Regions from separate parts of the Macaca mulatta genome. Here region 2 is linked to region 1. A link is a contact called in public Hi-C data. All regions are on one chromosome and are shown on one strand. The core of a region is the stretch at or near the end of the contact, and the rest is flanking DNA. Distances in the headings are between cores, read along the strand shown. Region 1 holds the start of ADNP2 (ADNP homeobox 2). Region 2 holds the start of RBFA (ribosome binding factor A).

Region 1 (5,563 bases), core at 896-3,395:
GGGCTGACTGGGGAAAGTACCTGAGGTACCAAGCTGGAGGTAAGGTGGTGGGAGCCTGTGCAGGTGTTACAGGCAGGAGATGACCTGAATGCCTGCAGTGGTAGTGAGGCTGCAGATGAGGGAACAGATCTGACGAATATTTGGGATATAAAGTTGGAAAACTGGAGACAGGGAACACGCTGCTTGCTGTAGGAGTGGCTGTTGAGGAGAGAACGATGGGCTCAGATTTGAACATTTTGAATCTGAGTTGCCTGTGGGACTCTGAAGTGGAGCTGCCCCCTTTGGCAGCCAGAAAAATACAACTGAAACGTAGGAAAAGGTGGAGATACTGGTTTGGAATGGAAATAACAAGGTTTGAATCTGTGGTCGAAATTAACAAGGGAGAAAATGCAGAAAAAAATGAGAGGCGTGGGAGTTCCAATACCCAGCACGGTGCCTGGCACACAGGAAGCAGGTGGCGCATATGTGCTGCACCATGTAGGAAAAAGCCAGCAGGATCCCAGAGAACACCGCGTTCAAGGATGGGCCAGGAAGAGACGCAGGCGAAGATGAGGAAACAGTTCGTAAGTTTGGAGATTAAAGAGCCCGTTTGGGGAGTAGTGGAGTAGGGGGTGGGTTTGTGGGGAAGGTCTGTAGGAAAGGGGGATTGGTCTGTAGTAACAAGTGGAAGATAGATCGAGAAAGACGAGGCCTAAAATCTGTTTTGGACTCAACAGTTAGGAGGGCACTGGTGACCAAGGCGTTTCGGCAGAGTGGTGAGGGTGGGGGTGAGAGGCATGCAGGGGGCTGAGGAGACAGACACAGGGACTGCTGTTTTGAGAAATGTGATAGAATGAGAGGTCACTAGAGGATCAACAGGAGACTGCAGACTTTAACTACACTTTTCATCCCACCCATAATTTTGCAAGGAGGATATATAGGGACATCACATCCATTTACCACTGTAACTCAAAATAAAATTTTAACTCGTAAGCAAACATAAAGGGCAAACTCTTCTTCAACTATGACTTGTATTCCCGTAGGAAAAAAGCAAATTGTGGTCAGGTCATATCGGCCCACCATTTAACACAATTTTAAAACGAATATGGACATTTATTTAGTGCCTATTATGTTTTTAGTCACTGGGCTAAACTGAGCAGAGGGCTCCCATTGAGAGGGAAAAGCTGAAATTATGGGCAAGTGGATGGTGACAAGGAGGCTCTGGAGAGGTCTGTGGGCGGAAGGCCCAGCCTGGGCACAGCCTTTGCCCCGCGGCGGCTGGAGTGGGCCTCAGGGCTGGAGGCCGGTGGCGGGTTGCAGGGGCTCAGCACTCTGGAAGGAGACATGGCCTTGTGCTGAAATGGGCACGTGTCCTGCAGGGGGCTTCGCCAAGAAGGAAAGGCCTGGAACAGCCACGGAGGGTGCGGCTGAGTTAGGGTCAGGGGAAGGAACACTGGGGGAGAGTTTGGGTCAGAGTCAGGGTTAGTGCTAGGGTGAGGTTCAGGTGCAGGGTCAGAATTAGGGTTAAGGTTGGGGGCACTGGGGGAGGTGCCTGCGCTGCCCTCGTGGTTACTCCCACGTGCTCTGGGGCACGAGGGCGTCCGCCAGAGGCCTGGGGACTCCACAGAACGAAGACCTAGAGCCATTTTGAAAGCCCTACTCCATGTTCCACTCATTTTGAGGAATAAATTATTATTGCTACCCAATTGATAAAAACCTCTGCAAAAGTGAACTTTTAGGTTAAGAGTTTATACAAATGTATGCAATTAACCCTCTCCCCACACAACTTGTAGTAGATCTAAAAATCAGAATTCTCAAGAAAAGGTGTGATCACTTTCCCACAGGAATGATGAAGTCAGGAGACCCCAGCCAGTCGGTTCACCAGGATATGTCAATCATGGCACACTTGTCCCAGTTCTGGGAGCCAAAGTTCTATCTTCCAATGGCAAGGCAGCATTATCACAGCTGGGCTCCCATTGGCTCTGAGATGTGGGCGGGGTCACCACTCCTGGAGCTGGCACTAGCTCCACCCCATTCCATGCAAATGAAGTCAAAGCTGTGGTGAGTCCACGTGATTAGTCACATGGTTGATGACACACTCTCCCCACCCCTTTGGTGACGTCATTACCCACTCAAACTCTCACGAGAGTTTGCACAGATGTGGAAAGGAGCTGGCAGGGCAGTTCCCTGGGCCAGAAGGGAGTCAGGGGGCCCTACAGGGGCCCCCCACTGCCACCCCAGAGCCTCCAGTCCAGCTTTGGCCAGGGGCCCCGGGGGCCCTGTGGGAAATGCCAGGGGCCCCCAAGCACACTCTGCTCCCATTGGCTAGCTGCGCCTACATGCAAATGAGGGCCAACGTCACTTCCTGAGGCCAATCGAGCGCCATTTTCTCTTTCTGGCTGCGCGGGAGGAGGGGACGAGTCGCGCCGGGGGTGGGCGCGCGCTGAGGCGGGGGTCCCGCCGCGCGGGGCGGAGGCGCGGGCGGGTGCAGGCGGCCCCACGGGACGCGGCTGCGCTCGGCGGAAGACGCGGCAGCTCTGCGAGAGGCAGCAGCAGAGACGCGGTGCTCCTCGGGGGCCGAGTGGTAGGTACGGCCCGGCCCAGCGCGGGCCCGCGCGGCGACGCCCCCTGCCCCGGTCCTGGCCCCCGCCCCAGTCTGGCCCCCTCCGAGCCCCGCCCCCGTCGGTACCCAGCCCACACCCACGCCAGCCGCCTGCCCTGGCGCCGCCCGTGGCCGTCTCGGGAATCCCGGGACGTTCTCACGGCGCGGGTTCGCGGCCCGAACGGCGCCCGTCGACCCCCGACGCGCCCGCGGCCCGCCCCGCCCGCCGCCGGTCACGTGGGAGCGGGGGCCGCCCCGGGAGGGCGGAGAAGTGGACGGGGACCAAAGGGGAGAGGAGGAATAGGGGGAAGATGGGGACGGGGACCGAGGGAGAGAGGGGGGACTGGTGAAGGGAGCGAGGAGTAGAGGGAGAGGGAACGGGGATGGAGAAGAAGAGAGGGGGCAGGGAGCTGTGGCGACCCCTGTGAGGACCCCAGCAACGCCCCGCCGCCGGCCCGCCCGCCGCAGCCCCGAGACCGGGTTCTCCTGGAAGCTTCTCCCTGGAGGAGCCTTGAGTGACGGCAAATGTAGGGCAGGAGCTGACAGTGACACCTAAATCTGCCCAGGTTTTTTCCCCTAGAAAGGTTTGAAGAACAGCTGATAACGGGGCCCTGTTTCTTCACCGTTGAGCTTTCGATGCGAATATCAATAATTGATATGCAGATGTTGACTTTACATACTTTTCATCAGCCGTTGCTGGTTGCGTTGAAATAGATTCCGTTTACAAAATTTCTATCACAGTTGGCTTTGGAATGTTAAAAATTTTAACTGCCCTTTTAAATATTGTGCAGATGCAGAATGAGAAATAATTATTTTAAGTAGTTTATTTGAGCAGAATAAAAAAACTTGCCTGAGTGCTTAAAACTTACTCTATTTGCATGGGTAATCACTGCCTCTTGGGATCTTGAGGAATATACTGGGTGTGGAGGAGTGGGGTGGGGGAGGAGAAACTGGTAAGCAGGTAACTGACAATGCAGATTGGCAAGTGGGGCAGCAGATATTTGTAGAGTACTGTGGGCATCTGCCACGCAGAGCCTTTGTCAAAAAAGGGTTTTTTTTTTTTTTTTATAAAGAGCCTTTGTCAAAAAAGTCTGGGTACCATTTGTAGAGGTGAGGAGCATTAGTGGGAGAGAGGACCACGTGTAAAAAGTTGGGTAAAGTACATGTTCAGCTGTGTTTGGAAGTTGGTAATGTATGTGTAACTTATTTAAAGATGTTCCTGGAGAGTTGGCCTTGTATGAGTGTATTTTAATATTTCGGTTAAATTTCGGTTAGAGTTAGGACTTCACTCTGAAGACAGCATTGAGCCCGTCGTCCTTAAACATGGAAGTGACAGATGTGTGTTAAGAAAGGAAGTACAGGAGTGGAGATGAGACAAGAGGTTGTCCTACCGGCCCTCTAGTTGAGGGGAGGAACAGTGAGGGTTAGGACATGTCTGAAAGGAGTTGATCATTGTTTCTGGGGGAAAATGACAGCTAAGCTAAGATTTTTAGCTGAAGAGATTCTGGGGTTTGGGAGACACCTTTTAAATTTGAACCCAAGTTTGCAACATGCTGTTGGTTAATTTATGATTGCCTTCATAAGTTCACCAACAGCATATTGCAAACTTGGGTTCTGCCCTGCCCTTCACCCTCTGGCTATCGTAGACCTGTTAGGGCAATGTTTTACATAGGTGGAAACAGGTATCTCCCAGTGATTTGAACCCAGATCTGCCGAATATATGATCCAAATATTCTGTGTTTTTAAAGTTGTTCTCTAAAAAGCCCTGTATTCCAATAGTTGGGACATTTCATTTAGTTTTTTGGAGTTAATTAATAGCAAACTCAGTGCTTATGTGCTATTTTGCATGTATTAACTCATTTATCCTCATAGCTACTCTGTGAATTAGGTTATACTTGCCCTGTTTTACAGAAGAGCCAGCTGAGGCCTGGAGAGAGTAAATGATTGCCTGAAGATTACACAGCTCATAAACGGTGGAGCTGATGTAAACCCAGGCACACAGCTCTAGAATCCTTTTTGGTGACCATCGTTTTGTGCAATTTCACAGAAACTGAAAAAAGTTCTGTGGCGTTAAAAAGTATTGTTTATTACTGTATTACTTGAATGACTTTTTTTTGTTTTTTTTGAGACGGGGTTTTGCTCTGTCACCCAGGCTGGAGTGCAGTGGTGTGATCTTGGCTCACTGCAACCTCTGCTTCCCGGGTTCAAGCGATTCTCCTGTCTCAGCGTCCCCAGTAGCTGGGACTACAGGCGCACGCCATCATGCCGGCTAATGTTTTTGTAATTTTAGTAGAGACAGGGTTTCCCCATGTTGGTCGGGCTGGTCTCGAACTCCTGACCTCAGGTGATTCTCCCACCTCAGCCTCCCAAAGTGCTGGGATTACAGGCGGGAGCCACCGTGCCTGGCCAACATTTTTTTTTTAGAGTGTATTTTTTTACTATAATAGAATATCCTTAAGAGATCATTGTACTAAAAAATCCCCAGAGAAATCCTTTATGTACCCTTTTGGGAAATAATATTTTCTTGTGCATATCAGTGGAATTTTATGGTAGTTCCATGCCTACCGCAAACCTTAGAAATTGCGATTTATTTTGACTTGAGATTGATATGTTAGTGCATGATATATAGGTTAGTGCATGATATAGAAACAGTTGGCCAACCTGGTTAGCTTGCTATTTTCTAGTGGTGAAAATACAGATTTTACTGAGCTCTAAGAATCTGTGGAGAACAGTATCCATAGAGGATCTATAAATATGAAAACATTGAACTATTTCCTAGTTAATTCATCCACTGGGCATTTTATATGGAATCTTTTATCTTAGGATTGATAAATTATGCTGTAAGAATGGATCTAAGAATGAATAAATTGTGGTAGCTTATATGGGTAAAAGTCAGCTTCCCTTCCTCAGTGGTTGGCAACAGTTATGAAACCTGTAGTTTACTTGTATTTTATTTTTTATCCTTTGTTGGTTTCCCTAAAG
Region 2 (5,963 bases), core at 3,392-5,891, 68 kb before region 1:
TGGCCAGGTTATTCAAAATATTTGTAAAATTTGGCCCATATTTTAACATTTCCATTGTGCCAACCATCCCCAATCCTCAGGCCTAGTGGAGAGGCACAACTGGCTAAATTCGCCTCCAGCATTTCACCTCCCCTGGACCAAAGCACTCCCCCTAGTGCTGCTTAAACTCCAATCCACCCCTTTTGGAAAACACCTGTGTCCTTAAGAAATAATAATGGAGGCCCACGTGTATGGGAACAAACGTAACCCAACTTTTCTCAAGGGAGATATATTGCAGTATTGTGAGGGACTTATCGCCTTAAAGAAAAGCCAAGATTTGGTAAAGAATTCCTTTCATAGTGTGCTCCATGAAGATAGGGTGCCTGGTCACAGTCTGCAACCCAGAGATTTTGTCTATTGGAAAAGCCATCTAATACAGAATTCCCTTCAACCCCAGTGGAAGAGCCCATACCAGGTACTATTGACTAATCTACGTCCCATAAAATTAGAGGGTGTAGACTCATGGATTCACATCTGTCATCTTAAGGCCCAACCTCCTGAGTGGACTGTAACTCCCACCAAAGACCTTTGCCTCCATTTCACTAAACACTGACCTTCAACCCAGGATGAGAAGCAGACAGCAGCTGTTGTGGACTGCTTAAACCCAAGACACAGGACCAGGCCTGTACACAAAGAAATGCCTATGTTTACTGTACAATAACCATTACAATTATTGTCCTAGATATACCGTCATCTGCTGTCCAATAAAGAACAAGGCACTTGCCTTGTCTGATTTAACACCCTTTAGTAACTAAGATTAATTTCAAAACCTTGTTATTAATCATGTATCCCTTCACCTTCTTGCCACTGCCGCCCACGAAACAAACCGATTTCTACAACGGGCTCAGGATTCTGCAGACAGATTACATAACACCTGCTGGATATGTGGACTCACGCCTCTTTCCGGTGGCTCCAGCCTCCCATAGTGGGTATCCTCCTTCCAAGGTCAGGACTGGATAGAATACCAAAAATTTATTACATCACAAACACAGTCTGGTATTCCTTGTGCTGGCATAACAAAAGACAATATATATAGTCGGCCCATTAAAAAAACTCTTGGCCAGGCGCAGTGTCTCACGCCTGTAATCCCAGCACTTTAGGAGGCCGAGGCAGGTGGATCATTTGAGATCAGGAGTTTCACACCAGGCCTGGCAAACGTGGTGAAACCCCGACTCTACTAAAAATACAAAAATTAGCCAGGTGTGGTGGCATACGCCTGTAATCCCAGCTACTTGGCAGGCTGAGGCAGAAGAATTGCTTGAACCCGGGAGTTGGAGGTTGCAGTGAGCCAAGATCATGCCACTGCACTCCAGCCTGGGCGATGGAGTGAGACTCCATGTCAAAATAAAAGAATAAATAAAAACACTCTTAAGAACAAGGGACATGGGAAAAGTTTTTCAATGGAAAGGACCAGCTCATTAGCTCTCACTTTAGCATTTCCCCAATTAAAAGTGGTGACCATGCCCCAAACAATGGCCTTTTCAAAATGGAATAATGCAAACTTGGGATGGATTTATCTGGTTCACCCCTTCGTTTGGCCAACCCAGCCAAAATGCTCCTTTTTGCTGGTAGCAAAGAAATCCCACCCAAGACCTGTGGCCAAACAGTAGGAAGAGATATGTGGTGGACAGCAGGAGAAATGTTGTGACTACATTACCATATTACGAGACACTGCCTAGCATACCACCGACTGGGTGCAGCAACCAAGTATTTACTGGCTAGCTCCAAATGGGACATATTGGCTATCTGGCACTAATTTATGGCCGTGGTCACCTCCAGGGTGGTTGAGACGATGCTCCCTAGGTTATGCTTGGGCACAAGGATGAGTAATGCAGACCCTGCCAAAAACAGCAAACCTTTTTCATTTACAATCTCACTGGACACATTCAGTATTCCAACAGTATGATCATTTAACTTCAAGCTTTGTACCACAGATCGCTATTGAAGATGTTATATGGGATACAGAAGCCTTAACAAATTGCACCCAAAAGGCCCTAAACGATGGGGTCATGCTTATGAGGAAAGCTGTGCTGCAAAATCATATGGCTTTAGATATGTTTAACAGCAGCACAAGGGGGCACATGCACCATCATAACAACGGAATGTTGTGTGTATATTCCAGATATCGAAGAACATAACCCGGCTTATGACTGATGTGAAAACCCAGATAATCAACCTGTCAGATCCAAAACCCTCACTGATTGGTTGAGTAGTTGGTTTGGATTCTGGGGAACTTGGTACTTATAAGAATAATTTCTGATCTGTCCTGTTTTTGCTTATAATGTTGTTACGGTATATGTTTGCAAATAAGCCCACGTGTAGCTGAAAGGGCTAGGATAATGATTGCCCAGAGAATTGCTGTAGTTGAGGAGGTAGTAATATAGCCTGACCCAGCTTCCAGTTTTGCCCTCCTTTTGTTGCTATAGGTCTGGCCTAGGTCCCTATACATTTTTCTTTTTTTCCTCTTTCTTTTTTCCTTTTCTCTCTGTTTTTTATCTTCGTGGGATGTGACCTCCTAGGAATGAGCATTCCTAGTGATGTAGGACCTGAACTTCTAGGAATAAACCATCCTAGCAACGACAAACCAGCAGGTGGGAAAAAAGGAGGAAGCAACAACCTGAGGCCAGAAACCCAATTCGTTTTTAAAATGCTTTTCTCCAAAAGATTTTAAAGAAAAAAAGGGGGGAAATGTGAAAGGAAATTAAATTTTGGGACCCCAAACTCATTTAGCCAAAGGGAAAAGTCAAGCTGGGAACTGGGTCACGCAAACCTACCTGCCTCCTCCTTTTGGTTCCTAAATAAGATGGCTACAAGATGAAAGGCTACACGCCTCCCCCATATTTTGCCCACAAGGAGATTCCTGGTGAGCTGTTCAAATTTCACCATGGTGGCCGGGCGCTGTGGCTCACGCCTGTAATCCCAGCACTTTGGCAGGCCGGGGCGGGTGGATCACTTGAGATCAGGAGTTTGAGACCAGCTTGGCCAACATGGGGAAACCCCGTCTCTACTAAAAACACAAATATTAGCAGGGTGTGGTGGCACTCACCTGGAATCCCAGCTACTCAGGAGGCTGAGGCAGGAGAACTGTTTGAACCCGGAAGGTGGAGGTTGCAGTGAGCGGACATCACGCCCTCCAGCCTGGGCGACAGAGGGAGACTCCATTTCAAAAAAATAAAAACAAAAATAAAACGTAACCATGGCAATGCAAATTGATAGCTTATTTTTACAGGTGCAGTCACCCTAGCCCATCTGATTGTTCCCCTACCCCACTTTGTCTGCGTTATCTTACGTAAAATGCAGATTCCCCACATTTCTCCTCTGCCCCCTTTTGTTTGTGAAAAATCTATGCTTCTCAATACTCCGCCCTTTCCCCTTTAAATCTGAAGCCCTCAAAATCTTATCTTTGGAGAAAGGCATAGACGTGTCTCCTGGGTGCATCCTTAACTTTGGCAAATAAATCTCCTAAAATGATTAGAGGCTTGTCTTGTCGTTTTCTTCCATTGACAATATATACACACATACATACAATAGATACACACATACACGTACATACATACACACATACGCACACATACACATGCACACCTCCACACGCGCCCACACATACACGCAGACGTGTCTCACACCACAGCAGACGCCTCGGGACGTCACGGCCCACACATCCCCAACGCTGCGGTCGCGCTCACTTCTCTGTCCACACCCGCGGGGAGCAGCTTCCCCGCTAGGCCACGCTGACTCCGGGGAAGCGGGCGGGGCGAAACCACTTCTGGGGAGGACGCCCAATCTGGGGTTTTTCTCTGGGTGCCCGGGGAGGAGGCGGCGCAGGAGCAAAGACCTGGAGGGCCCAGGGGCGGAAACATGGACGCCTCGCAGCCTCCCGCCGACAGCGGCCCTGCCCAGGTCTCCAGGCTTCGATGCCTTCGTTGCTTTGTGCAGAGAACCCGACTACGTCAGTTCCCAGCATTTAAACAAAACGCGTTCCCTAGCTCCGCAGTGCCAGGAAACCCAGCGGTTCCCGCGCTTCCCCACGGCGCACACCCTCCGCGCCGCCCTTGAGGCCTCCCCACGCCCCGCTCCCGCCGGCCCCGCCTCGCGCCCCGCCCCCTTTGCCGCCCGCCCCCTGTCTCCCGTCTAGCACTTGTCGCCCCGCCCCACGCCGTCCCCCGCCCGCACACTGCCCACCTGGGGTTGTCTTCACGCCCCCCGACACGCCGCCCGCCTCGCTCCGGTGGTCGCCCACCTCACGCAGTCCTTCTCGCTTCAGTCTTCGCCCCGCCCATTCACCGCCCGCCTCGCGTCCGTCTTCGCCCCGCCCACCTGCCGCCCGCCTCCGGCCTTCGCCCCGCCCACCTACCGCCAGCCTCCGGCCTTCGCCCCTCCGCCGCCGTAGCCCCGCCCGCCATGTACCCAGGCTTCACCCCGCCCCGGGCTGTGGCCCCGCCCACACGCCGTCTACTTCGCGTCTGTCCTCGCCCTGCCCTGCGCCATCGCCCCGCCCACACGCCGCCTGCCCGGCGTATGTCGTCCTTGCGCTCCGCGCCGTCGCCCCGCCCACACGCCGCCAGCCTCGCGTCTGTCGTCGCTCCGCGCCTGCGCCCGTTGTCTCCCTGGTTGCGCCGGGTCTTCGCGCCGCGCCATGTGGGCTGTGGCGGGCGGGCTGTGGGGCTCCCGCGCGGGTCTCCGGGGCCTGCTCCGTAGCCGGGATGCTGCACTCCTTCCGGGCTGCGCGCGGGGAGTGCACGGCTCTGCTGTCTTCTGCAAGAACTGGCTCAAGAAATTTGCCTCGAAAACCAAGTAATGCGGCGGGGTTTGGTGTCCTCGGGCGCGGTGTTCCCTGGGGGGCGGTGTCCCCGGGTTGCGGTGTCCGCCCACCCGCGTTCTTGCGCCCACGCGGCTTGGGTCGCCAGTTCCTGACTCCTGGGGTCTGCAGCAGTTCAGCTCTCACTGTCAACATTCGCAGTTTTTCTGTTCGTGGACGTGTGTCGGGTTAAAAAAACAAAGTGACAATGTGTGTTTATTTTTATTCTTGTCACCGGACGTATTTTTCAGGAGATTAGTTTCAGGAAATGAGGAAAAATGAAAAAATATAAGAATTTCGTTGCTAATGTTGACTTTCTGTGTGGAGTTAATTTGAAGACTAAAGCTTGTCATGGTAATTAGTATGTTTAAATGATGAAAGATAAGTACAATAAAATATAATGGCTTTTCACGCTGCTTTTAGTTCTTCTAAGTATGGTAGATGGGTGTATGTTTTCTACTTTAATACACTACTTTTAAGACAGTTTTAGACCCTGCAGAAAATTGCAAAAATAGTACCGAGATCATGTGTCCTGGCACCCAGCTCCCCCTGTATTAACGTCGGACTTTAGCTTCTCCAGCCGATATTGATAGATTGTTGCTAACTGAAGCCTGTACTTTATTCACTTTTCCTTGGTTCTGCGTGCCGTCCCTTGCTGTCCCAGGTCCCCACCCAAGGTCCACGTTACATTGAATTGTCTTGTTTCCTTAGGCTGGAGTAGTGTCCCAGACTGTCCCTGTTTTTGATGGCTGTGCCAGTTTGGAGGGGTACTGGTCAGGTGCTTTGCAGGATGCCCCTCTGTTGGAATGTGCCTGTTTTTTTTAATGCTTAGATGTGGATTATGGATTTTGGGGAGGAAGACTGGAGGTAAAGGCCATTCTCATCGCACCGTATCCAGGGTCCACGTTGGCCGTGATCCCCTGCGTGAGGTGCTTGCCAGGTTTCTCTACCTTAAAGTTACTCTTTTTGCCCCCTTACTGTACTCTAGGAGAACGTCGCTGTGTGCAGCCCATGCCTAAGGAGTGGGGAATTTTGTCCTAAGTGATTTGCATTCTGCAGAGAGGATGTGTCTCTTCACCCCATTTATTAATTAATTCATATCACCAAGAACTCGTGGGTTATAATC

What was found. Hi-C and Micro-C count contacts between places; a contact is called where the count stands out from the background.
Region 2: a Hi-C map of CD4 T cells shows a contact between it and region 1, with 2.4 times the contacts expected there. The contact joins the promoter of RBFA here to the promoter of ADNP2 in region 1. A contact is called at or near these places in 3 of 14 Hi-C or Micro-C datasets (CD4 T cells, cortical neurons and fetal cortex germinal zone).

Annotation. Positions count from the first base shown.
Region 1 is chr18:918,288-923,850 of T2T-MMU8v2.0, reverse strand. It overlaps ADNP2 (ADNP homeobox 2), which reads left to right and starts at 2,145. Exons shown (of 4, transcript XM_015122250.3): 1 at 2,145-2,563.
Region 2 is chr18:988,406-994,368 of T2T-MMU8v2.0, reverse strand. It overlaps RBFA (ribosome binding factor A), which reads left to right and starts at 4,641. Exons shown (of 6, transcript XM_028837907.2): 1 at 4,641-4,833. The coding sequence starts at 4,676. It overlaps LOC106994592 (a long non-coding RNA gene), which reads right to left and starts at 4,144. Exons shown (of 4, transcript XR_013408188.1): 1 at 3,726-4,144; 2 at 3,086-3,195.